2 separate regions of the Sus scrofa genome follow, and region 1 is linked to region 2. Evidence: chromatin contacts called from public HiChIP or PLAC-seq data. All regions are on one chromosome and are shown on one strand. The core of a region is the stretch at or near the end of the contact, and the rest is flanking DNA. Distances in the headings are between cores, read along the strand shown.

The links. HiChIP or PLAC-seq counts read pairs in DNA pulled down with a chosen protein or histone mark.
Region 1: a contact with region 2 is called in an H3K27ac HiChIP or PLAC-seq map of skeletal muscle, with 4 times the contacts expected there. The contact joins two enhancer-like sites. A contact is called at or near these places in 2 of 47 Hi-C or Micro-C datasets (embryonic fibroblasts and skeletal muscle) and 1 of 2 datasets of contacts at active chromatin or transcription factors (skeletal muscle).

What each region holds. Positions count from the first base shown.
Region 1 is chr1:110,870,138-110,874,773 of Sscrofa11.1, reverse strand. The region is part of intron 1 of RORA (nuclear receptor ROR-alpha); the gene reads right to left. Among named protein-coding and RNA genes, the nearest start is that of RORA, 150 kb to the right of the region's middle. Within about 2 kb of position 1,988, at least 1 of the 83 cell types and tissues checked has an H3K27ac peak or open chromatin away from gene starts, as enhancers often do. A contact at or near this core is called in skeletal muscle, where this site is marked.
Region 2 is chr1:110,334,427-110,338,899 of Sscrofa11.1, reverse strand. No RefSeq gene overlaps it. Among named protein-coding and RNA genes, the nearest start is that of RORA, 380 kb to the left of the region's middle. Within about 2 kb of position 2,604, at least 2 of the 83 cell types and tissues checked have an H3K27ac peak or open chromatin away from gene starts, as enhancers often do. A contact at or near this core is called in skeletal muscle, where this site is marked.

The sequences.
Region 1 (4,636 bases), core at 739-3,238, 540 kb before region 2:
AAACAAACAAAAAACCCTGAGTCCATGTGACTGAGTAACACTTCCCTAGGCAGTAGGCACAGGAAATTAAATTAGAAAGCCCACCCTGCCTGCTTGACCCCACTTGTCCAAGATCCCCTTACTAATTGGTTGCAAATTTATTACCATTATCCTCCTAATACAAAAGAAATACTAATGCTAATCCAGGACTGCTCTATGACTATAACCTTGAAGGGCTTATGGACCCTAAGTATCAGGAATGATGCCAACAATTCATTTAGACAGTGTCTTCAAATTCTCACGTAGAAGGTATTCACTTTTTTTAAAAGCGGTAACATAGAAACTTATTAATAGATCAATTTAAGAGCTGTAAGCAGCTTATTTCATTACCAGATCTTAGATGCAATTCTACCTTGTTCATCTAGTTTGTTTAACTCTTTCCCTGACATTTCATTCCATGGTGGCAGCATACATTCTCTCCCTCTCGAGCAATTATAATCCCACTCACAAAACCAAGCAGCATACGAAGACTTCAAGGGTCTCTTAACAGTAGCTCCGTTTCTCATACGTCAACTAGCTCATCTTCTACTGAGTCATCTACCCATTTTCAGAAGAGCCATGTAAAAAATGCCAAAGTCCAAATGTTGTTGTTGAATCCCTTCCAAATTCTTACAAGAAGGACAGGAAGGGGAAGCAGAGGTAGAGAAACACTTCAGTTAGCAAGCACTGGTTGAGAAAGCATTATGTATGGGTGTGCCCTGTCACTGGGACGGGAGGGCTACTTGAAAGATAACCTGGATCCACATCCTCAAAGAGCTGGCCGGGCGCTGGGGCTGGGAGATACCCAGACAACATTGACTGGCTTTTTGGGTTGCACAAGCTTCCCTCTTTCTGGCTAGGGAACTTCTGGATGGAGGTGCTGAGGAGCTCATGTTCTGAATCAGACTTGGCCTGAAACCTGGCTCTGGTGCTTTATTTACTGTGCAACTGCACGCCAGTTATCTAACCGCTTGAAGATTCAGTTTCCACATCTGCCAATGGAGACAACAGTATTTGTAACAGGGCAGAAAGAAGCCAGTATGTGACCAGCACGTAGTCAGGTCAAGGGCAGCACATAGCTGACTAGGAGGGAGCTGGCTGACCCCGGCCCATCGCAGGCAGCTCAGGAAGCCACTGGCTCCTGAGAGCTTCCCTCTCCTACTTCCCCAGGGCTGGGAACTCCTTCACCTGGTCCAACTTCCACATTCCTACCTCTGAACCCTGTGCAAACCTCCCTTGGTTCACCTCCATTCATCCTTCAGCCCAACTTGATCCTCCCTTCCCATCTCTCCCTGAAACTCCCACTCCGCCACAGGAAGGCTGAGTCACCCCAGATGCTGTCAAAGCAGCTAAGCTTTCCCATATCTCAGCAGCTGTCACTGGCCTTTGCGAGTCCCCATGTGCTTGTCTACACCCCCTACTAGACTGTATGAGACTGGAGGGCAGAACCACACGCTGGGCTCTCTCCCAAGCTCCTAGTTCAATAATGGACAGGAGCAGGTGCTCGGTAACCATTGCTTTTAGAAGATGAATGAATGAACACAAATAGCTACCATGTCTAAAACTGCATAAACCTGCCCTTAATAGAAAGTACATGGCTCCAATGTGGCATCAAATTCTGCTGTCCTGTCTTGTGCCCGGTGTCATTACATCTCTGGATAAGCAGAGATGGTTATGGTGTCACTTTGAGGGCCTTCTACCATGCCATCAGCTCCCCATCCTACTCACAGTGGGTCGAGTGTACGTTGCGAAGTTTGGCCAACTTTCAATTAATAAGTCTGCCGTTGATAGATAGGGGCGTTAATGCGGATGCAGTTCAAATGTTTATGCCAACATCAGGCGTAAACAAACATGGCAAGAATTCAGGTCAGTCCAACCATTAGTAACAGTATCTTCCTGCTCTTCCGTGAGCTGTTTCAGACTTTGGTTTCAGCCCCACCCCCAGCATAAAGAGCCTGGGATGGGACTGCAGCTTCTAGAATTACAACCATTTTGTCAACTTGTCATTTGCCTCACTGTCTGGCTGGTGCCTGTCCCTCTGGGTCCAGAGACGTTTTGCACAGGAAGAAAGCAATAAAGTGAACACAGAGGCAGCGAATTCTCCAATCTTCAAAGGACCTTGTTCTGTCCCCCACTACATACATATTTCTGGCAAGCACCATGGAGAGCCTCACATCTGTTACCTCCTGCATGGCTGGGAATCAAAGCAGTTACCCCCATGAGATGTTTTCTAAAGGCCCAAGGGCAATGGGCCATCTTATCCTCACTCCCTTGGTGAGCTTCCCTGACGACATGAAAATACCTGAAAAGGCTAACTTTGTCTGTTCCATATTGCCTTAAAAATAAGAATACTCCTAACCTTTAGGGGTTTATATTTGGAAAAAGGAAATGAACTAGATACAGCCTATAACAAAAAGGCAGGAGTGTGAGTCATTTTTCAAATTATTTACAAGTTCAGGACCAAAAAAATATATTTAAATATTTGTAGATACTAAATATTGAACTGATTCTGTTCAATAATTTCTCAGTGTATATACCTTTCTTAGCTATATTTTATTTTTTATTTTTTAATTTAAAAAAAAATTTTTTTGGTCTTTTTTGGCATTTCTTGGGCTGCTCCCATGGCATATAAAGGTTCCCAAGCTGGGGGTCGAATCAGAGCTGTAGCTGCAGGCCTACGCCAGAGCCACAGCAACATGAGATCCGAGCCATGTCTGCGACCTACACCACAGCTCACAGCAATGCTGAATCCTTAACCCACTGAGCGAGGCCAGGGATCGAACCCTCAACTTCATGGTTCCTAGTCGGATTCGTTAACCACTGCGCCACGATGGGAACTCCTATTTTATTTTTTAAAGGAAACTGAGTGGATACCATTGTAATTGCTAAAAACCTACCTGATTAGTAAGATAACCAGGATTTATAATCCATAATTACTTAGAATTAGCCCTGGGAATAGTAACTAATATTCTAGAAAATTGGGAGCCAGAAGACTCCTATTTAGATTTCAGCTGTACCATTTCCTCATCATTTCCACAACATGGGGATACTGCACAGTTCCATCAGAGATCTGCTGTGATGGTCACACATGAAAGAATTCTGTCAAGTGCTGTGCATCTCAGTAGTTACAGAGGTCTTTCCAGCTCCCCCTTGTGACTGAAGGGCCAAGGCCAAGAGGGTTCTCTTTCCAAAAAAGAGTTACACCCAGCTATTTTTTTAAATGCTAAAATAAAGCTCCACCAATTATTTCTCTAGGTTCATTTTGGCTGGGATGTTCTAGACACATGAGAGAAAAGCTTCAATACAAATTATTATGAAAAGACAAAAACAAAAACAAATTATTTCAAATAATTTGCTTAGTCAGTTGAATAATGAATCAAAAGAGTCAGAAAGTATCATCATTAGCAAGCTTAAAAAGCACCTGAATTCTTTTTTTTTGTATTTTGTATTTTTTATAGTTGATTTACAATGTTGTGTGAATTTCTGCTGTATAGCAAAGTGACCCAGTCATACATGTGTATACATTCTTTTTCTCTTATCATCCCCCATCATGTTCTATCCCAAGAGATGGAATGCAGTTCCCCGAATGCACCTGAATTCTAACCCAACCCATTTGGCCAGTGCGGAAAGGGAGGAGAGAAGGTGAGTAAGTGGCCCAAGGGGCCATGCAGAATCACAGACTCCTGACTCCTACAGTGCCCCATATCTTCAGTGCTCCCAGCTAAACAAAACCTTCCTTTTTAGCTTTCCACATGAAGCCAGCATCTCAGACCACAAAAGCACCCCTCTCAAAAAGGTGTGGAATTGCTGCAAAAGCTGAGGCTGGCAGTCGCGGGTGGCGCCTGACGGCTCACCATGGGATCCTTGCTCTGTACCTCCACAGCAGGCAGACAGGTCGGGGGTCCCCTCCCTGCGGCCCGACGCAGCTTCCCTCCCCACCCCTTCAAGCATCTCAACCAGTCACATCAGCATCAATGACAGTCACCACATTATTAAAATTCCAGGCAGAATCCAAAGGGAAAGATCAAGATTATGAAATGTCTTATTCCAGGAGGTATCAAAGACCAGAGGAGATCTGTTCCTTATCTTACTTGGGCCCTAAGCGGTGCTTCACCCAACACACAGCCGTGCACACCTACAGATGTTCCGAGGGGGGTGGGGGTCATTTGTTTCTTAGCCTCTCTGAATCTGAGGCTGGAAATCCCTGTGTCCAAAATCCGTTGGTGCAGGAAAAACCCAATCTGAACAGACCCAAATAACCTCAGAACACACTGCTGCCAGCACAGCTGTTGCAGAGTTTGCTCGTCTGGAAAAGGGTTCTGCAGTGCTTTAATGCGCAATGGGAAATTAGGAAAGAGAAGGAAAGATACTTCGACCCACGCATCCCTCCACCTCTCCCAGGCACTCTCTCCCTTAGAGGGATTGTTCCTCCTCAGGAAACAGAGTCAGTCTCACTATGCAGGACACAGGGAAGATGAGGTGTCATTTAATCTCTGCTGATTAAATCCCAAGGAGAACACAAAAATCAAGGACAACTCAAGAGTCATTTCTGGTTGGCTCAGAGCGATATTAAGAGCACACACAGGAGTTCTTGTTGTGGCTCAGCGGTAACAAACCC
Region 2 (4,473 bases), core at 1,355-3,854:
GAGGCTATTCAGCCCCCCAAATTAGATTAATCCAAATAACTGTTTTCAATTTCTTAATTAGATTGGTATAGGAAGACACAAACTGAGTGGATTTACTGTAGCATGATGCTTTTGATATGACAGTGGTTAACATTTATTGGCATCCTTAATACACTCATTCAATCCTAACAACAACTCAGTGAGATAGAACTATTATTATTATCTTTTTATATTTAAGAAAAACTGAGGCACAGAGAGGTTAAGTAACTTTCTGAGGGTAACACAGCTGGCAGGGAGTAGAAAATACAGGACTTAAACCTTGGCCCATATAATTTCAAGCCAATGTTCTTAACCTGTTATCCTTCATCCCTCATTTTTTTAATAAAAATGAGAGAGAGAGAGAGAGATCAGAGATAGGAAAAGGAGACTAGCAGATGGCAAATTTCCCCATGTGGCTAGGACTTATCCACACTGTGTAAAGAGAAAAGGCTTTTCAGGAGGATGATGATTTTAGAGAACTATTTGCAAGGTTGAATTCACCTCTTCTGGCTACTCAGAGACAATTTTTTAGACTTCAAGAGTTATTTAGCAAATGGATCTTAGTGACCTGAAGAAAGAAAATGCTGTACTTAAGGAGGAAAAATGTATTATTTTTCTCTGGTAGGATCAGGAGCTACTGCTGATTTGAGAAGAGAAATGGTCTCTAAAATCCAGCAAGACAAGACAATAAGAGAGAGTCACAACTTTCTCTTTCTCTGCCCAATCTTTCTCGGCCTGACTGAGCCAAGCCAGTAATTAGTATAACATCATGTAAAATGCAGTCCCTATTTCTCTGATGGAAGGAAGCTTACAATGGAGGAGATTCTGCTGTCCAGTTCGACTAATCTCTCTGACTCCATTTTTGTGGCTGGGTTGAGGTTTATAAAACTCTTCGTGCAATTCAGTTTAATAATTTAAAAAAAAAGCCTAGAAACTAAAAGTAGCATATGAAAATTTGCAATGCATATAATTGTATTATGATTGGGACCTTCAAAATAAGTCATGGCATTTATTTATTCATGCACCACATACCCAGTGGTCCCCTGGGAAAAGAAATGTTTAAATTAAGATGTATTATAAGACAGAATGCAGTGCCTTCCACACTCAATTACAGCTCACTAGCACGTAGCTAGTGCTTATAGTACTTGCTTGCTTGTGCTCTGGCCCTGACTCTGGACATTTCTACCAAAAAATGTGTCCCCTAGCCTCACTTCAATTTTGGAAAGCTCCTATTATTATTATTATTCTAACATATACTTCAATTTATTTTTAGTTCATTTCCAAGCAGGAAGATCTATTAACTTGATGAGGGGAGAAACATCAAAAAGAAACTCACAGTACATGCAAATAGAAATTAAAATACTCTTTGCTTTATTATAATTTCCACCCTAAAAACATGTGCATAATTCATGATGGGGGATAAGGGGAAAGCATTAGATGGAGGTCTGGGGACCAACTTTTTATTACTGACTAGTGCTGTGAAAGTAGAAGCTTTTTTCTAATGAGTTGAGAGCATGAGAGAGAAGCTCACTGAGGCGATGTCAGTTTGATCTTTCACCTTTACATCGGTGGAAACAGGGAGAACAGAAAAGAAATTTACCCTTTAAACTTTCTGAAATGACCGCACATTTAATGAACTAAAATGTCAAATATTTGAAACTTTTAAGAAATCTTGCTCTTTTGCTTAACACACAAGATCATGTTAAAAAAAAATGCTCAGTAGATATTCACATCCGTAACCTTATCTTGCTACAAGGAAAGGGGAAAAAAAAGGCACAGAACTCTTTGGGGGGTGCCCGGGCTGCTGTTTTATTCCACTTCCACCTTGGCCAAGGACGAGATACGCCTTCAGGAGGCGAGACCTTGACCCAGCCAAAGGGAAATGGCCACTGTGAGAGGGGGCCCTTCTTTTTCCTGGACACAAGCACAAACTTTAATGAATCCTCTCCCTCCACCACGCGCCCCAGACAGCGATGGGGAATCTGAATGCACCTGCTGCATCTCCCTTCATATCACGTTGCTGTTATGAAAAATAGTTTGCTATTTTGGAACCCCCTGGCAGCCAGAGTGAATCGCCGAGGGCCCCAAGCTCGTTTATCTTGTGTCAGAAGCAAAGCCAAATGAACGCCACTTCGCCCAGCACCTGAAGAATGGGAAGAAGCTTGGAGAGAGTAAAAATAACCAAGGGCTCAGCGAAACGGCACCGAGACAAGCGGTCTGTGCGGGTTAAGTAGGGCTTCTTGCAACCCTCTCTGACTTTTTAGAGCACAACACTTGAAGGCAGGAGAGCATTTCCTACAAAGTAGCAAACTTTGTGGGTCTAAGGTCGAGGGTGTAAGGGGTTGTTCCTGCCCAGTTTCATCCAGTTTCTGGAAGCTGGGACTCTACTGGGAGGAACGGGAACTCCCATTGGCATCTGAGCCATTCTTTCTGGGGTCTGCTGGGCTTGGACTAGGGGTGTGGAAACAGACATGGGGCGTTCCTAAGACTTGGGCAAGTCAATCCAGACAGCCAGCATCATGTTCCCTGCCCCTCCCCTCAAACCAGAGGATGGCTGAGGAGGAGATCATGAGACTGGGGCTGAAGTAAAAGATTTAAGTATGAAAGAGAGAGACACACGCACACACAGAAAGAGGGAGAGAGACGAGGAGGTGGAAAGGCTTATGGCAGAGACTAAGCTATTATTGGAGTTTTAAGGACCGATAGGATTGAGGCTGTGAAGAGAACAGTGAAGGTCAATCCCCAGTGGGTGTGGGGTGGGGGAATGAAAACAAATAGGTCATGAGGAAGAGCTTGTCCTTTGCTTATAAATGTTGCTCTCAGGAGCCACCATCAGATGCTTTGGTTTCAAAGCCTCCATACTCCAGTCTTGACTCTGCAAGTTACCACCTTAACAAACTTGAGTCTTCCTCATCTTCAAAATAAAAAGGAGGGATCTATCATCCCATCATATACAAGATAGTCAGAACAAGGATTACGATAGAAACATGAACCTGTCTAGCAAACACCGAACAGAATGTCTTAAATCAATGATGTTGAGTTGCGGAGGGACAGTAGCCCTGAGAGAAAGAGCCAACATCAGGATGGAAAGAAAGAATCAGAAAGGATGTCATGAACTACCTCTGGTCTGCCCAGGAACTACGAAAACTGAAGCCACAAGCATACAGACCTGACAGACTTTTAGCTTACCTTATAAGCAGTATATGGTTCTGAAATCATCCAGGAAAACAAACACTAAGAGCTTACAGGACCCAACACCATGAAACAGAAACAAAGTCTGAGAAAAAAATCAGAAATGATGTTGGGCTCATTAACACCAGAATTTAAGAGTTTTCCATAGATTCAGGTTCATGTTTCAGCACTCCTGGTGTCAGTCATTTACAGTAATTAAACAGTGAAATAACACTGAGATTATGTAGATTAGAAATAAATATGGGTCTTCGGTGAATGACCCGAATCTGTTGCAGTTGAGAGGTACCGGAAGACACTGAGATCTTAGGGCATGAAACCCCTCATCTGCTTTCAGAAAAATCTAGCCCAAGTCAGCAGAAACAGAAAGTTTACCATCTGTTTGTTGGCTTTTGACATGGTTATTTCAGTTCAGTTCCAAAAGGAAAGTTGTATCCAATATAATTATTTTTAGAGTATTTCAAAATTATCCTTATTGGGGGTAAATAAAACAAGGAAAAAGTTATTCAGCAAAATGTAGTCCGTTAGTTTCAAAGACCGTGTCCTATCTTTCCACAAGCAATACTATCTGGCAATGACAACAACCCTTGGATTAGGGGACCAATGACATGCAACAAGGCACCACAACTTTTTCAAATGCCCCAGACTGTCATTCCAACGGAAATGGGATGCCTAGGGCAGAATGTAGACAAGAAGTAGAATACTATGCTTGAAGCAGTCATTCAATCCCACTCATTCCAAGTTAGATGTGCTTAACCAGTTGGAAGTATTGTCACAATGGGAGAGTGTAGCTTTTTAAAGCAAAGTCAGGTAGCACAATTCAAAATGTCATGTGTATGCTCCAGGTGTTCAGATTACAGGTAGGCATTCACAGGAGGAATAAGTTCCAAACTCAGAAACTCCTCACAGTTCTGTAGACAACACCTTAAATGTGTCACCTGTGCCCCAAACAATCTGATTGCATAACTGGTCCGGGTCTTAACCAAAGGGTACCAATGCCCTTACTTTTCATGATTCTATAGAATAAATTCTTATTCTTTCAGAAGAGGCTAATATCCACTTCCATAAGTAGTCACCTAAGGGAAAGTTTGCCTACGGTGGTTGTTGGCAGAAGATGTCTCTGGGTATAGCCTGTTAATACAGATCTTCTGGGAACTCTCTGCAGGTGTTCTGTGAATGGATCTTTATAAAAGTGAAGTGCAGCTAACAATTCATAGATACTGACCTATGGCTACTCCTCCATTGTGGCACTTGGAGTTTCGTCTT